Linked DNA regions of Mus musculus: regions 1 and 3 are each linked to region 2. The links are chromatin contacts, called in public promoter capture Hi-C maps. All regions are on one chromosome and are shown on one strand. Each heading gives the region's core, a stretch centred on a gene start, on an enhancer-like site or on the middle of the called end of the contact. The rest is flanking DNA. Distances are from core to core; before and after follow the strand shown.

The links. Promoter capture Hi-C pulls out the DNA fragments that hold promoters and counts their contacts. Capture Hi-C pulls out chosen DNA fragments and counts their contacts.
Region 1: a promoter capture Hi-C map of hippocampal neurons shows a contact between it and region 2, with 5 times the contacts expected there. The contact joins the promoter of Folh1 here to the promoter of 2610206C17Rik in region 2. A contact is called at or near these places in 2 of 39 promoter capture datasets (cranial neural crest and hippocampal neurons).
Region 3: a contact with region 2 is called in a promoter capture Hi-C map of adipose tissue, with 5 times the contacts expected there. The contact joins the promoter of Saxo2 here to the promoter of 2610206C17Rik in region 2. A contact is called at or near these places in 3 of 39 promoter capture datasets (the C10 cell line, cranial neural crest and pre-B cells), 2 of 484 Hi-C or Micro-C datasets (muscle stem cells and pre-B cells) and 1 of 9 other capture datasets (adipose tissue).

Annotation. Positions count from the first base shown.
Region 1 is chr7:86,774,419-86,777,554 of GRCm38.p6, reverse strand. It overlaps Folh1 (folate hydrolase 1), which reads left to right and starts at 1,691. Exons shown (of 19, transcript NM_016770.3): 1 at 1,691-1,916. The coding sequence starts at 1,796.
Region 2 is chr7:84,688,283-84,691,594 of GRCm38.p6, reverse strand. 2610206C17Rik (RIKEN cDNA 2610206C17 gene) reads right to left here and starts at 1,955. Exons shown (of 5, transcript NR_038175.1): 1 at 1,781-1,955. Zfand6 (zinc finger, AN1-type domain 6) reads left to right here and starts at 1,638. Exons shown (of 7, transcript NM_001360578.1): 1 at 1,638-1,849.
Region 3 is chr7:82,647,262-82,650,419 of GRCm38.p6, reverse strand. It overlaps Saxo2 (stabilizer of axonemal microtubules 2), which reads left to right and starts at 1,892. Exons shown (of 3, transcript NM_177894.4): 1 at 1,892-2,028. The coding sequence starts at 1,991. It overlaps Efl1 (elongation factor like GTPase 1), which reads right to left and starts at 1,806. Exons shown (of 20, transcript NM_175317.3): 1 at 1,742-1,806; 2 at 789-894. The coding sequence starts at 879.

The DNA of each region.
Region 1 (3,136 bases), core at 442-2,941, 2.1 Mb before region 2:
AAGGACTTGGTGCATGTCTGTTCATGAGGCAGCATAATCATCAAGCATGGGGACATGGTGGGGTGGGGTGGAAAGACCACCTCATCCTACAATCTGATCATGTCTCTTACCAGCTGGGAAGCAAGGATTTCCATACAATTAATGCTTGCTGTGAAGGATTCTGTCATTTAGAGGTTTGCAGCTATTTGTTACTGAGTTTCAAGGACCCAGACTAAGGCTTACACACTTATTATCTGGAATCACAGAAACAAACCAATTGATTTTTTATTTTTTACAAAGATATTCTAACTTCCTGTATCCTGCTGACCTATACTTTAACTTTATCATCAATCATAATCCTCTCAGGTGAACTGCAGGAAATATGCTATTATGTAATTTAGTGTTTCTAGCAAAACTCTAAAGATTATAGCTTCAAAATCCACCTAAAATGGCATACATTGCATTGAAATAAGAAGTTATAACTTGATTCAAGAAGCCACACCCATGCTGAGGTACATGTTACCTTGTTTTAGAAATTTTCCCTTCTTTTAAACCTGGTGCTTAAAACTCTAAATTAGAAAATTCCTTTAATAAATCTGAATCCTGCCTTTTATTAACATATGTTGTCGGTCTTTTCTGTGTGAAAGCCAGTTTTACCAGGATCTAGCTTCATAATTATTAAGGAACTCCTCAGGCTGCTATTGATAGCTGCATTGAGCTGTCTTTCCTTTCTGCTACAGATGTAAATCACTTCATTAATTTTATTGTTTTTGTTCTTGGTGTTTAGAGTCTGGGCCAGATATTTCTAGAACCTGTCTCTTATCCAAAAAAATCAAAAGAAAATCTCAAAAAGATGTGCAGTTAAACTAACATATTTTCTTTATTCAGTATTTCTATCTGAATCTATTACTCCCGAACTAAGAAAAGAAAGATGGTATTTGTTGGCATCAGGATCTCCCAAACCTAGGACATCACATAGGGGACAGCTTGACCTGTGACCTTCAGACCGGTTGCCAAGGCAACAGGCACCATATTCCCAACATCCACTTGGCTCACCTCCCACCTTTACCTCTCCCTATAAATAAGGAGAACACCCCTCCATCTCTCTTTCCCCTCTTCTCTTTCTGCCGCCTCCTTCTCTCTAATTCCCCCAATAAAACCTCTTCCACGTGGAGCTCCCTTGGCCTAGTGTGCTGTTGAGACGCGACCCGCCATTCTAACACAGTATTCAGGTCACATTTTAATTTATCTACTAATGTACAAATAACTTGGGGAAGAGGCATGAATTTCAGATGTCAAAAAAAAATTAGTAGAGTTGGAATTCATCAGGAAGATTTTTCAACAGAGACTAAAGCACAGGATTAACAGACAGAGAACTATCAGGGAAAGGAGAGTGCTCACTCATGTGTGTAAGTATTGGCTCTTCAGGACTAAGTCTCTCACATTCCTCAAAGTTTATTGAAGTTAATACGGATCATTAAGCAAGTATAAGGACTCTGCAATACTTTTCTGAGTACAGGCTGTACTATTTGGCAAGTTATCATTGCTTTCTGATATTCTTGTTTATCTCTCTATTTAGCCCCTGTCAATAAAGTCTCAAAGAGAAACTGAAGCCTCACTCCAAAGAAGCCAGAGTAGGCAGTTTCCCTTAGCCTAACTACAATTGGCTCACAGTACGCCAGAATTTGGGGGCGGAGAAAGTCTTAGGAGAGACTTCTATTTCCCAGGGGAATAGCAGTGGGAGGAAATTTTAACCCGCAGAATCTCTGCAGTGGATGTAGAAGAGAACTGCTGAGGAAAACTAAAGTTGCCAGAGATGTGGAACGCACTGCAGGACAGAGACTCCGCGGAGGTCCTGGGACACCGCCAGCGCTGGCTCCGTGTTGGGACACTGGTGCTGGCTTTAACCGGAACCTTCCTCATTGGCTTCCTCTTTGGTATGGTGCATTTGCATGGCAAAGTGCATAATCTCCCTGTTCCTTCGCTTCTGCACTCTTGTAGCTGCTCTTCCCGCAGGAGAGGTTTCGGGTCTTCCCCGGGGTGCAGTGATTTGCATGGAGGAAGGAACCTTTAGTATCTGAGTTAAGCAGAGGTTTCCTGGGGTCTGAGCAGGATTGAATTAGGAATAAATTATCTGTATATAGAATTGCATAGATTAAAGTCAGATTACAAACAAAACAAAACAAAATAAACAAAAACCAGAAACAGTAACTAGAATTAGGTCTGACCCATTGGGACCCTGCAGGACACTACCCTTCTCAGTGCTGATTCCCAGTGGCTGCTGATCCAGATCTACCAGTAAGCTTGGTTTTAGTGGCTTTTGCCTTTGGGGGTGGGGTGGGGAGGCTGGGGAGACGTGGTGGGGGAAGGTTCACCTGTCTCCTACCTGTGTCAATTTCAAGGATACCATGGCATCCAGGACATCTCTGTGAAAGGATTCTCTTTCTGTTCACATTCTTCCTTGGACAAGCAGAGAGACATTCTGGGAAATGTGAATTACTGTCAGCACTGCCTGAACACATCCTTAACAGGAGCCTCCTGACCTTAGTTCAGATTTAGCCCAACTCTGTAAGAAACCATCTGCATCAGAAATCAGTAGCAGAGCATAGCTGATTTACAAATTCAGAGTTTGTATCACTAATTCTCGTTTACTGTGAAAAAAATTTACCCATTCTCTTTCAACCTTAATTTTCCCCATATTTATGATGAAACTTGAATGAGAAACGTACAGATAATAGGACACTATTTAGCAGGAGGAGCTTTACTAGAAAACTACTTGGGTCTTTGATGAGGGATCTGTTTCCTACTGGACTTTAGTACACAGGCCAGTCTAACTTGTCATCAAGTCATCCGTCTTTGCTCTGCATTTTGAATTACTTCTATGTCATTGGTAAAGACAGGCTCTGAACCAATTGTGTAGCCTTTGGCCAGAGACTTCAATCAAACTAAACACAAAGATATCAGTAATTACCTATGATTGCTGTGAGCCCCAATGAGATTGAATTAAATTGAGTTTCTGTTATCAGCTTGAAATGAGAATCAAGTTTTGGAACGGTTAGCATGGGATTCAAAAGCCTACATATCCTAAAAGCAAGTCATTTCTACTTTGTTACACCCACTATCCCTTGGTTTCACTGTTCAATAACCCAGTTTGTTA
Region 2 (3,312 bases), core at 706-3,205:
GTTTTAGCCCATGTTTCTAAGTGTGTGTGTGTGTGTGTGTGTGTGTTGTTGTTGTTGTTGTTGTTGTTGTTTTGGTTTTGGTTTTGTACATAGCCTTGCCTGTCTGGAAACTCACTATGTAGATCAGATGGGCCTTGAACTCACAGAGATCAACCTGCCTCTGCCTCCCTAGTATTGAGTTTAAAGGTGTGAGTCTCCACACCTGGCTTTAAAGATTTATTTTCAAGTGTATGAGTGTTTTGACAGTTGTGAGCCACCACGCAGATGCTGGGAACCCAACCTAAGACCACTACAAGAGCAGTAAGTGCTCTTAACTGCTGAATCATTACTCCAACCTTAAATATAAATTTTGAATGGGTTGAATGTGCCTCAAAAACACCCTTAGGCCCTGGGTAGGGACCTTCTGTTCTGCTCTGGTTTCGAACAGCAGGCTTAGCTTTATTTTATTTGGCCCTGGGTTTCACTACTTAGCTCTGGTCACCCTGGAACTTGCTATATCCACCAGGCTGACCTAGTACTCACAGAGGTATATTTTTCTTTGCCTCTCCATGCTGAAAGTATAAAGGCCTGGGCCACGGTGGCTGGCCAGGCTTAGCTTTGGTGATTTATTTTAGAATATCCTGCCCCAGAAACTTGTCTGTCACCTCACAAGAGCATTGTGTGTTTCTCCCAAGCCCTCTTCAGGAACACTTCCTTTCGTTTTCCATGAAGTCATAAGAATTTTTCAAATGCCACCTTTTCTTCAAAGAATTCTACCTGACCTCCACCATGTCCTCTATTCTGTCTCCTCCTTATTCTACAGGATTACAGAAAGCAGCCCAAACCACACATGGTTAGCCGTATCTCAACCTTGTGACCATGAGCCCCTATTACTGTAAAAATAGGGCAGAAATTTCAGGGAAATAGGTAAAGAGAGCACAGTGACAAAGATAAACATTGTAAAACACCAAAAGGCACAACCCCAAGACTAACAAAATAACATAATTTCAAATAAAGACAGGACTCTAGGCAATCCTGTTTGGGCTGGGGAAATCTCAGGAGAGCTGTCCCCCACTTCTCCCGCACAACCTGTGCAGGGCTGCTGGACTAGAATCTACCGCTTCCGCGAGAAGGTCCAGGGGGCTTCCCGAGTCCAGGCGTGTAGGTGTGTATTACACAAGCGAGCACACACGCCTCAGGTCTCGCTCTCTGTAAATCGTGGTTCAGGACAGGGCAGAGTTCAGACCTGGCACTTTGGGCTGGCCCTCCTGGTCTTCTAGGGGCCTGGGCAACAGAATCTCAATCTATGTCGTCTCTCAAACTACGCAGGTGGAACACCAGCTCTAGACAAGGGTAGTCTATCCCTGGGAGGATGCAGAGCCCGGAGCTACGTCATCAGACACCCCATCCCCTCGCCGTCCCCCAAGTCTGCACCAGAGCCCTCTTGCTCCTGAGGCAACATCAAAAAGCTAACCTAGCCCGCTGACCTGGCCGAGGCAGGGGCGTGGCCGAGAGAAAAGCAGCGCCTCTGTGCCACGCCCCTCAAATGCCTTGACCAATAATAGCACTCTCCGAGATCCGGCCCCGCCCCCACGCCGCCTCCGGCCCGCGGCCCCGCCCGGGCCGGTCATAATTAGGCAGCGGGCTGGGACTGCCGCGTCAGCGCGCGTTGAGAGCCAATCGCGGGCGCTCCCTTGAGGCCGCGTCACAGGCCGAGCAGCCAAACAGAAAAGTTTAATAAACAGCGGACGGAGGGCCGGCGGCGGCGGGCCGGGAGCGAGTGGGGGTTTGGCGGCCTCACCTGTCCTCACTCTCAGCGGCGGCGAGAGGCGGCGGCGGCAGCGCGTCCGGCGGAGAGGGCCGCCGCCAGGTGAGGAGTGCGGGCAGCGGTGGGCGCAGCCTCCGGGCGGCCTGGGAGCCGGAAGCGGCGGGCGGCGCAGCAGGTGGCCTCGCAGTGGCGAGCGGAGGGCGCGGTCCCGGTGGGGCGCGGTCCCGGGCTCCCCGGGCGCGCGCTGAGCTCGGGGTCGGGGTGGGCGCGCCTGGGGCCAGTCCGGAGCAGCTGCCGCACGCCGGGCAGCGTCCTCACGTCCCTTTGGTAGGCTGAGGCTAGAGAAGGCTCAGAGGGAGTCTCCGGGATTCCAAGCTCTCTGCTCCTCTGAGAGCGTTTTCAAGTTTCTCACTGTTGGATGCGTAAACAAGCTACACGGAGTGTGGCGTCTGAAGTCAATCTAACTCTATCAGAACTCAGTGATTTGCCATCATCATCCAGAATTGTCAGGCGTTTGTGGGAACTGGGGCCTTGGGGTCACCTCCAAGCCGTGCATGCTAACTAGCTTGGTAGTCAGCACCTAGTGGTTCCGAAAACCGAAATTAAACGTCACTTTCAAACTATATTCGAAATTTATCCTTTTCCTAATTAAAATGCCACGTAGGCTTTTGAGATTATTTATGAAGTATTTTATGGCAATTGCTGTTTTATGTATTATTTCCAGGCCTGCGGGGACAATTTTTTGGTAAACCATGAACATTTAAATGGAGAAAAGACATTGTCTTAATTTTTCCTTTTTCCTTTTTTTTTTTTTTTTTTTAACATTTAAAAAACACGTAAGCCGGGCGTGGTGGCGCACGCCTTTAATCCCAGCACTTGGGAGGCAGAGGCAGGCGGATTCCAGCCTGTTCTACACAGTGAGTTCCAGGACAGCCAGGGCTACACAGAGAAACCCTGTCTCGGGGTGGGGGTGGGGTGGGGCGGGGAGACAAACATGTAAGAGGGGTAATAGGCACAGATAGGAAAATTTCAGGCTTGATTGCTGTTTTGACTGCAGCCATACTTTCCTGTGTTAATGTCAAAACTCACAATATGAGTTATATCACAAAGTTTTTAAAGTAATGGTCAGTCCTGGGAGAATACACAACACAATGTACTATAAAGAGAGAAAACATAAACTTTCAGACTCCTCACTCCAGAGCCAGAACTAGAACATTACTCAAACTTGTATGTGTTCACGAGTTTCTTATCTGGCCTAACCCAGTTTACTGTTTCTTACTGAGGTAAATAAACATTCTAGACTCGGTGGATTTGCTCATTCTCTAGCCTTTTAAAAATTAGTTTTGTCACACACTAATCTCTTCAAACAGTGTCACTTTAGGTTCCTTGCCCTTTGAACTTTGGACAGATAGTGTATGGTTGTGGTTCATCCATTTCATTGTTTCTTAATGCTGTGTTCCTCCCTTCACCCCAGTGTTTCGATGGTGTTTCTTGTTTTGCTTCTAACAAGTGTACTCTGGGAACTTTTCTTCTTGCAGCTGTTGTTGCCCAAGTTGCCTGTCGAA
Region 3 (3,158 bases), core at 643-3,142, 2.0 Mb after region 2:
GGATGTCTAACCAGAGCTAGAGAGCTTGATCCTGTCTTAGAGTCACACAGGAATGGTGAGGTCTGTGACAGGACCCTGCCTGTGTCTCCCTCGCCTTTAAAATGATACGGAGCTTTGGCTTCAACAGGACTCTAAATGCTGAGCTGCTGCTATGAGAAGAAAGAGTTTCAAATGAAGAGTAGTCTCAGGATAAAGCAGACAGCTGAACCCCACCTTAGACACACGCGCTTCCTTCTGCCTGTCTCCACACCTCCATTTGTACTGCTTGCCCCCCCCTATCACCCACAGCCCCTCAAGGGGCACGTCTAACAATTCTTTTTAACCACTTTGCTACCCAATCCTCCAGGTCTCAAAACTCTCACCCACCCCACCCCCAGCCCATCTCACCACGAAGCCCCGATTCCTCCCTAAAGCTTCTCTGGCTGGACAGGTTGGCCTCATAAATGTCTAGGGCCTGACAAATCTAAAAAAGCACTGCCAACTTAGCAAATGCTCAGTATAGGATGAATTAAATAGAATTTATAGAAGATATATTCTACCAAGACCACAGACATTTTACCATCTCAAGAAACTTTTCCATATTTTAACAAAAATCCAAATTCAAAAGCATTGTATGACATACTGGGCAGACCACCAATCACCCGTTAATCCATTTATTTCAAACGTTCTACAGCATGCTTCTCTGACATGGCACAACACACAACTCCTTAGCAAGCATCACTCTCACCGCTCCAATGAAACAGAGACATTTCCTCTTTGTTAATAAAACCCAATTCTAAAAGCCTTACCGTGGTCAACATGAGCCAGAACACAGATATTCCTAATGTTGGCAGTGTTCTTCTGAAGTCGAATCATCTTATCAACACCACTGAGCACCATGGTTATTTCCTGGGACTAAACATTAAATGCAAATTAAAAATGGTACAAAATCTAGTGGGGGTGGGGGTGGGGGTGGTGTGCACAACAGCGAAAACCAAATGGACAAACTGAGAGGGAGATGCTGATGCTGACAAGTCGCCTCAGATTCCTTAACTGAGAACCCAATGAATGTTTAGCCACATCTATTTCCTTCTGGCCCTGAGGGGATATAGTCCTTTAGGCCCATGTTCCATGGTAAAGTCCACACATCCTGCTGACAGTACTTGTGGGGTGAGCTGGGAGTTTCCGGATCTGCCATGCGATGAATCACGCAGTTGGGAGCCAGGTGCAGAGGCGCCCGGCTAAGTCACACTCACACTCACATACATACATACATACATACATACACACACACACACACACACACACACACACACACACACCAGAGACAGACAGTCAGTCTCTCTCTCTCTCTCTCTCTCTCTCTCACACACACACACACACACACACACACACACACACCCTTCCCTACTTCAGTCCCTCCAAAAGTCTGCCTTTCTGTCAAGCTTGCTGGCTTTTATCAGACATGAGAACTTCGGCCCTGTGACTGCACTGAGTGTCCTTAAAAGTTTTTGGATCACGTGCCTAGGAACACACCAGGTGCACGACACACCTTCTACCCCTCTCTCCAATTAAAAGAAGCAAATCGAGGTCTGCATGCCCTTCCTCCTCTTGGGTTCCTGGAGTCGCTGCCGCTGAGAGTACCGGGTCCCTATAAAGTGCAGCCGCTCGGGACACTCCTCGCCCAGCCCAATCGACATGACCCCCCCGGGTCTCCGTCACCGTCTGGTCGCCGGCGTCCCTAGCAAGTCCCCCCACTCACCAGCTCCACGCCGCACCTCACCCACGCACCTAAGACTCCAGGGGTAGCTCAGACCGGAAGTCGCAGGAGCCTGGGGGCGGGGCCTGTGGGCCTGTGACCTCTGACCCGCGCGCATCTAGAACATCACCGGAAGCCACGTCGTTTCCCTTCAACTTGGAGTTCCGCGGTCGCCTTGACGACGGCGGACGCTGTAGCTGCTCTGAAGTGTGCCAGCCTAAGCCTGCGGAGGGGGACGCTGGAGCGCAGAGCATGAGGAACTGGTGTCTGTGCCAGATTTGCACCTGCGGGTAAGAAACGTCCGCCCGGTGTGGCGTCCGCAGAGCCGCGAGCCCCGCCGCGCACACCCCCTAAGGACTCCCTTGCCTGAACCGGAGGAGACCCCTACTCCACCCCCACCCCCCACCCCCCACCCCCGACCTTATGCTCTGCTAAATGCTGCCCATTTCCTCTGCTTGGCTAGCTCCTGGGCAAAACTTATTTTCTTTGCATTCCCTGAGGCTTCCCATCCAGAGATTTAAGCTAAAATACAGTTCAGATCAGCTAAGTAGTATGAGCAAATATGGCTGGTAAGTGATGGAGTCACCCACCGATTCTATTGGTTAACTTAAAAGAACAGTATCCATGGTATTTCGTTTGCCACCCAGAACCTTCCATCCTCTAAACTCTATTTTTATTCCTGCCAAGGCAACATTTTCCTGAGGCCTTTCTGACAGACAAAAATGGCAATAGTCCTCACCGTAAACCTCAGGTTTGGTTTGTAAGTCCTGCCTAACAACTTTACATCACCAGTAAACACATTCTTCTCTATCCTCAAGCTTACTGTTTACCCAGGGGTTAGATCACCTTTGATAAGTGAATAAGAGTAACTGAGTAACGCCAAGCCCTTTGTACTTGTAATCCCCTTCTAAGGGCAACCAGCTACAACACATATTGATTGAGAGCAGTTTCTCAGCCCCTTTTGTAATAAACATTGTTTGTATGTTTGAACAGATGCAAACATAACTTTTAAGGCTTGAATCTGCAAAATCTTGTATGTAAGAAAAAAAATGTATTTGAATCTGAATTTATCTACAAACTAAGTTATTTTCCCATCCACCCATCAGGAAATTCATTATATTAGGGACTTTACATTCTTCAAGAATAATATCACCATCCACAGAGCTGGGGGGACTGCCAATGTAAGAGGAATCCCCTTTAGGCTTTGAAGCATGGCTAATAACTTCTGCCGAAATGTCCCTTGCAAACACTTAGTTGCAGCGAGAGCACTGCCTTAGCTGCTTTCAGTTTTATAACTGAGGTACAAGAATCTTTGACAAAATGGGTAGTTACTATGACATACATAGTTCCACTCAGCCAATGGTTTTTAAACTTTGGCTACCTTCATGAGTCATTGTCTCAAAACGGGGCAAAGATTCTT